2 separate regions of the Hordeum vulgare genome follow, and region 2 is linked to region 1. The links are chromatin contacts, called in public Hi-C maps. All regions are on one chromosome and are shown on one strand. Each heading gives the region's core, a stretch centred on a gene start, on an enhancer-like site or on the middle of the called end of the contact. The rest is flanking DNA. Distances are from core to core; before and after follow the strand shown. Region 1 holds the start of LOC123395793. Region 2 holds the start of LOC123395430.

Region 1 (3,559 bases), core at 429-2,928:
ATCAATTCCATGCAATCAGTTGCCAAATACATTATCAATCTCATGTAACCCCACAATAAACAAAGTTGACATTGTGTTCGTGTCAAAGTTCCATCGTGTTTATATCAAAGTTCAACCATGTTTGCATGAAAGTTACCAAGTGGCAACTTTATACCAGTACCATGGCAATTGTATTAATGACTACATGTCAACTTTTAATATGACTATTTTCACCATAACCTACACATATGAGATCTAGTATCCAAGCTTTGGTCAAGACAAAGGTGACAGTGGAGAAAAATCATAAACCGGATACACAATTTAACAGTTAAACACTTTAAAGTTTGTGAAGTACCATTGAAAGCACTAATGTCACCATGTACCTCCCCTGCATGCATGCATGAGTTGTGTTAACACCTCCACCGAGTGAACATTCTTTCAGCATGAGCACTTTGTCAAAACTATGTGTAAATAAACATAACAAAAGATATGGATACATTTGAGGCGTATGAACTACATATATCATTTTTTAGGAATATTCACAAAAATACCCAAACTAATACATTATATAAATGAATAGAAAAATATTTTCACCCAAAAAGATCTTTCTAAAGACTTCAGGAAGTTTAAAATAATATCAAGAACACATATTATTTATACATGACCAAAATATAAAAAAATGGTGAAACACTGATATTCTTGTTAAATTGAGGGAGGAATGTTATCTAAATAAAATGATATAATGAAAAAAGTATGAAAATTTGAAACTGTCATGAAACCACATGTTAAATACTTTTGAAATCCATCATACAATTGAAGCATGTTAGAAAAAATTGAAATCATTGTGAAATGCGTGTGGAATTTTTTTTGAAATTGATTAATATAATTGAAATTGGTTGACATATGTCTGGAATAACTAGAATGTGTGTGAACAGTTATGAATTAAAGTTGTAAAATATTACCAAACATTTGAAAATTGTGTGAAATGTGATATCTGTGAAATGTCTTTGGATTGGTTTTGAAATGATTGAAATATGACTAATTTAAAAAAAACATGGGTGAATATCTATGAATTGCATTGCAATCCTATGTGGAACACTAACGAGTCACCACAGTAAATGAATATTCAATAAAAAAATATGTACCATTTTTATGTGGCTATGAGAATCATTTTGATTTTTTGAAATCTAGGAATTGATTTGAATTTTGTTTAAAAATAATGGCTTCATTTAACCATATACCGAAAATCAAAATAGAAATAAAAAAGGGAAGACAACTAACAACTAATTGGGCACCTTAAGCGTAGTGGGTGTGCGTTAGTTCATAGTTGGATGGAGTCCCCCATATGGCGGCTCCATTCGAAACTATTTTGCGCCCATATGCCTCTCTAAGCACATACATAATCATCGTGTCCCTTGCCGTTGTATAAATAGGAGGAATGAAGCTTAAAACATTGTACATTGCTTTTTTTAGGGGGGGGGGTGCATTGCTCTTGTTCATTACACTTCAACATTTGATACAAACATCTCTCATTTGCAGCTAAAAAAAACATCTCTCATTCTTTGAAAAATAAAACAAAAGAACGGAGGCCCACACCTGTAACCTTGCCGAGACGGGCCGGACGGTACGCTTTCCGACATGCCAGGCCGCGCGGGGCCGGCTGGTTATAAAACCACAGCCGTCTCTCTCTCTCTCTGAAAGAAAAAGGCGAACCGATAGATAATTCGGGCAAAATATAAAGGGGAAAGGAGAAAGCTCCCTGCGCTCTGTTGTGCGTGTCGTCTCGGCTGAAGAAGAGAAGAGCCAAAAATGGTACTACTCGGAACCCACTCCCCGAACCCGTGAATTCCCGCCGCGTTCCTCGATTCCTTTCGCGCAGGCGCGGCCGGATTCGACGCCGCGCGGCGCCGGAGGCCCGCCCGGTCGTCGCGGCGCTCGGTTCGGTGCAGGTTTCGCCGGGATAACCTCGTCTCTGATTTTCTTTTTTCCTGGGGATTTCAGGACAGGAGGGCGGCGTCGCATGGGGATTACGACGAGCAAGGTGAGGCTGCTGGGCTTATTTTGTATTTCGCCTAGCCTGTTGCGGATAAGCTCGCTCGAGCGAATCTGTTCTGGGATTTTGGGATCTGATTCCGGTTGTGGATGTGCGCTTGCGCGCGTGCATTGGATGGCGTGCTGGTGTATGTGTGCAGACCGGCGAGTGAAAGGCGCCGAGGTGTTCGTCGGCGGGTTGCCGCGGTCGGCGACGGAGGGGACGCTCCGAGAGGTTGGTCATGTCTACAGCCATCAACACCCACCTGCGTATGAGGTGTTGCTTGTTGGTATTATGAAAATTCAGGAACGGTGTACTGCAATAAGGACGGATTAATACCTGAAATGCTTACATTCCTGATGATTTGTAGAAGCCATGTTATGGAACAGCATATGGTTAGCTGAATAACTGTGTTGGCAGTATGTATTGTTTATCCCCACCTGTTAGTTTTCTGCAGTCCAACTGGGAATGACCAGCTGGTTTGTAGGTTAATCTGAAAACCTTCTAATGCCACCTTTACTTGCCAATTTTAACTGTGGATGTTGTGTAAGACATGCCAACCAAATCAATTCTATTGGCACACCTAAACCATGTTTTGTATCTACCAGAAGCTTAACTGGTTCTGTAATTTTTGGATGTGGCTTGGTAAATCTGTCTGCAGGTGATATTGTCGTGCTCTAGTTAGTAATAACAGAAATATGTAGTACTGCAATGGTTAGAATTTTTGCTCAATTATTGGTTATTGGACCGCTGAGCTTTAAGTATATTTTCTCCATTGTAAATTAATAATAGTCACATAGTTGGTTCGTTAACTTTCGTCTATTCGTGTAAAAAAGCATGTTTTTTTTTCATTTCGACATATTTGTTGGACTGACCATTTCATCAGCAGATATTTTCTACCTGTGGTGAGATTGTTGACTTGCGCATAATGAAGGATCAGAATGGTGTTTCCAAGGTCTGATTTTATTGCAACTCTTACGACATTGCAATAAATGTTTCGATTCTTCAGACGTAATCTATTGAGAACCTTTTATCAGGAAATTTATCAACATTATTTTTCCCGAACTTCCTCAGGGATTTGGATTTGTGCGATTTGCAGAAAGGGAGTGTGCTTATATTGCTAAAAGGCAAAAGAATGGGGTTGAGGCAAGAACACCAAACTTCTTTTTCATTGCTGTAGAAATTTCAGTATCACACATTGTATGTACATATGTTTCAAAACTTTCTAATCCCCCATTTCCTCAAATCTCAAGTAGAATCTAGGAAGTAATCAACTGATGTCTTTACTATAAGAGTACTGTTTCAATGATATACTATAAGAATACGAGCTAGACATGATTGCAAATAAATTAGTGACACCAACCAACATGCTTTTTATTGTGGCTTAAATGGCTAAGTTTAGAGGTTAGTGAGGTAAATTTCTTCAATTACATGACCAGAAAAGAAATTTCAAGTTAGTTATTATACACTCCACCTATCAGTATCATAAATTTGCATGCATTACTAGTTCTTAACAGACTGTACTTATCTAATAAGCTGTTTATATCC
Region 2 (3,559 bases), core at 620-3,119, 190 kb before region 1:
TACAAAATCTTTAAAACTGACAGAATTATCAATCTTTCTTGAATGCTTTCTCTCTAACCTTTAAGAAATAAAGTAGGGTAAGGAAAAGCTAGTACGAGCCTTTAAATAACACATCAATTTCTAACTAAGTTATAAAAAGCTAACTAAGAACTGAAGTTGTTCTCACCTCTTGTTGCCTTTGTTACTATTTTAACTGTTGCCTCAAATTTTTCAACAAAAGGATTTACTCCAACTTCTTGTATTGTTGAAGTAGTTACTGAACAATGCAAATATGAGCATCCAAACAAGAACGACAAATAAAAATGAGAGTAAATTGTTCAAGGAAAGATGGTATTAAAATCAAATTTTTAAAAAATCAGAAGATGTTGAAGCCACACAGAATATTTGCTCTAGTTATGTTCCACCTGCAAGAATAGTGCAGATAGAAGCAAAACATACATGGGGATCAAGAATATGTGAGCATTTACGACTGAACCCCACTATGTAATAACATTCTTTTTCTTCCATTGGAGTAAAGAACTGACAATTAAATGTTGCATCTGAGTATCCAATGCCACCAGAACTACCGAATCAAATCAAACCAGTCAGGTTCTTGCGAAGCCAAGAATGTACAGGGAGGAGGATGACCTCCTCAACAAGCAAAACTCTGCTCGTCGGCAGCCATCGTCTTGACCCGGAGCTCGTGGTGGCCTGAGTGTGGCATCCCCACAACGTCTGCCATCACACTCCTTTGATCGGCGACAGCCATCGACGTCCATATAACCCCATCAGTGCACAAGGTCAATCCTATCTTTCTTCTTTCCATAAAAGAATCTGCAAACGATTCAACATTATTCAAAAATCAGCAGCTCACTTCTATTCATACAAAAATTGCATGTCACTTCATTCATGCAACGGTAGAAACACAGACCAACATTGTGACAAGGATGTAAAATTAAAACGAGAGAGAGCCTTGCTGCTGGAGGGGGTGGTTCCAGTCAACAAGATCTTGCTAGCGTGTGGATTGATGTGTAAGGTTTGTTACCCACACAGTTTGTGTGCTGGAGCAGGCCTGATTTGATTTGTGGACGACGAAATGGGACTATTCAACCTTAACTTTGACGAAGGATATGTGGAGTGGAGTGTGGGCACCAGCACAGAGAGCGACCGGTGGACGGCATTGACCAAAGACTCCAATAAGCTAGTGATGGACCCGTGCTATTGTTGTTTGACGCGGTGTCCGCACCGATGTCGTACTCGCCGGAGCTGAGCCGGATAATCGAGATCGAGAAATTAACCATCGAGACAGACGGAGCCACCAACGCGGCCGAGGGCGAGGGTTGGGTCGACAAACTCTTCGACCTCGATGACACCGTTGACACCATCGTAGCGGGGCTCAAGCGCTCGGAGGGTGGGCACCTACGCCGGCACGGCAGACACGTAGACAGTGAGCAACGAGGAGAAGAAATTGGGCCGCATGGGAGGTGGCGGGTGCATGTGGAGGAGGACCGAGGTTAGCCCCGAGGGAAGACCTCGCAGTGGTCATCGGCTAGTAGCAGGAGCGACGGCCATGGCAATTTTTCTTGGAAGAGAAGAGATCTGGGATTGGGAGGAGCAAGGAGGTTGCCGGGAGATGGGGGCGTGGGACGTGAATTCTGGTCATGGCCCGTTTTTTATTTGGTGCCCCTTTTCTCTCTTTTTTATTATCTCATGAGGAAAGTGGAATCGCTCCCCTTTAATAGTAGAGATACAAAAGGGAGACGGGTTGTCGTAGGAAGGGTGATGGGAATCGTTAGAGGTGGTTGAACCATCACGACGATAAGTTTTTTTTTTAATAATGAAGAAACGTTCTAGTTGTGGCCCACTATTAGCATGTCGTATCTTCCTTTTAGAAAAAAACGTCATACCGCATAGCAACCCTAGATCTATCCCGCACTTCGTCCTAACCTGCTATGGCGTCCGTCGCATTAAAGCTCTCACGGTCATGGGTCGCTTGGACAACCACCAATTCCGGCCGCTTCGCTCTTCGCCTACCCGGCGGCGATCTCGCTGGAAATACCACCATAACCGCCCGCTCGCGACAGTTACTTAGATCCCCAAACTCCGCCGCCGCCTCCACCAGCACCTCGGATTTCTTCCTCCGGCGCAGCATCACTACGCTCTCCTCCGGTGAGGACCCCCGTTCGCCTGTGGGCGCCGCACCAGATGACCTCGAGGATGAGTTCCGCCCTGGTAATCAATCAACCTCGGTATTCTTTGCACATCTTGCTCGGCAGCACACATTACAGTTTCCGTTTCTGTGATGACGCAGACCCGGACACCGTTCCCTACTTCGACGAGAAGGACCTCGTCTCGGACGAAACCCTGTGGGCTCTGTACGAGCGGTGGTGCCGCTTCCACGAAATGGCGCGCGACCACGACGAGATGGCTCGGCGATTTGGTCGCTTCAAGTTGAAGGCGCGGCATGTCTACGAGTTCAACAAATCGGGTAGGAGCTACACCAAGGGGCTCACCAGGTTCTCCGATTTGGAGCCAGGGGAGTTCTTCGCCCCTCGTCGTTGTCCGAGGACTCCGAGAATTGGCAGTCGTTTCTTCACCAACGACAGAGGTGAGGTGACGGCGATCTGTACCGACGGGCGTCTTGAAAAATACGAGGGCCCCGTTTGGAAAATCCGTAATGGTAAGCAGCCATAAAGAAACGCTTGTATACGCTAGAGCTAGTGGTATTTCATTATTGTAATAGGGAAACGTTTACGTACGACAGTCCGGCCGAACGCGTGTAGTCTGATGCGATTAGATCTAGTGGCTTGCATCCCGTCATACCCTTATCCCCTCGCGTGAGTTTCTGGCCACACGCGAGCACCCTTATCTCTCCGGAACGACCTTCTCCTCCCCCTCACCTTCTCTTATCTGTTGAGGGTGACCACCGGCCGTTGTCGTACGTTGACTTGATGCGGTGAGAAACTTTCTTCTCCCCGTGCTTCTACGAGCATCTCGTTCCCCAGCCAAGCTTTTCATGGTTTTGCCGATGGTGTCGCGTCGCCGGGGGAGGCCCTCGAGTTAGTGCTGCAAGCGGAGGCGTTTGTGGATATGGGGCTGCTGCTGGACGGCCATGGCAAAACCATTTTTTACGCTTATGCTACAACCGTTGTTAAAAAAAGCTTTAAACCCAGATGAAAAAGCTTCAACCAGGTATATAAAAAGTTGCAAGCGGTCATTGACATGATGGGATGCTACAACCGTTGACATAAAATGCTACAACCGTTGATAAAAAAAGCTGCAACCAGACATATAAAAAATTGCAAGCGGTCATTGCCATGGTGAAATGCTACAACCATTGACATAAAATGCTTCAACCGTTGATGAAAAAAACTCCAACTGAAACAATACAGAGCGCATTAACCGAGCGTTGCTAAAAGATAATAGTTGCAACCCTTTACAGAAAAACTTCGACCGTAGAGGGAAAAAATTTCAACCATTGAAAGAGAAAGCTACAACCATACACTGCACAATCAAAAAAGTTGCAACTGTTCTAAAAAAGCTTCAACCGTATGTGTGAAAAGCTTCAACGAGCGGTGAC

Evidence for each region. A called contact is a pair of places that touch in the nucleus more often than the background predicts.
Region 2: a contact with region 1 is called in a Hi-C map of leaf, with 5 times the contacts expected there. The contact joins the promoter of LOC123395430 here to the promoter of LOC123395793 in region 1. A contact is called at or near these places in 4 of 6 Hi-C or Micro-C datasets (leaf and seedling).

What each region holds. Positions count from the first base shown.
Region 1 is chr5H:81,813,939-81,817,497 of MorexV3_pseudomolecules_assembly, reverse strand. It overlaps LOC123395793, which reads left to right and starts at 1,678. Exons shown (of 18, transcript XM_045090826.1): 1 at 1,678-1,791; 2 at 1,981-2,020; 3 at 2,172-2,245; 4 at 2,901-2,966; 5 at 3,086-3,157. The coding sequence starts at 1,789.
Region 2 is chr5H:82,008,717-82,012,275 of MorexV3_pseudomolecules_assembly, reverse strand. LOC123395430 reads left to right here and starts at 1,869. Exons shown (of 2, transcript XM_045090430.1): 1 at 1,869-2,211; 2 at 2,291-2,799. The coding sequence starts at 1,932. The coding sequence ends at 2,673.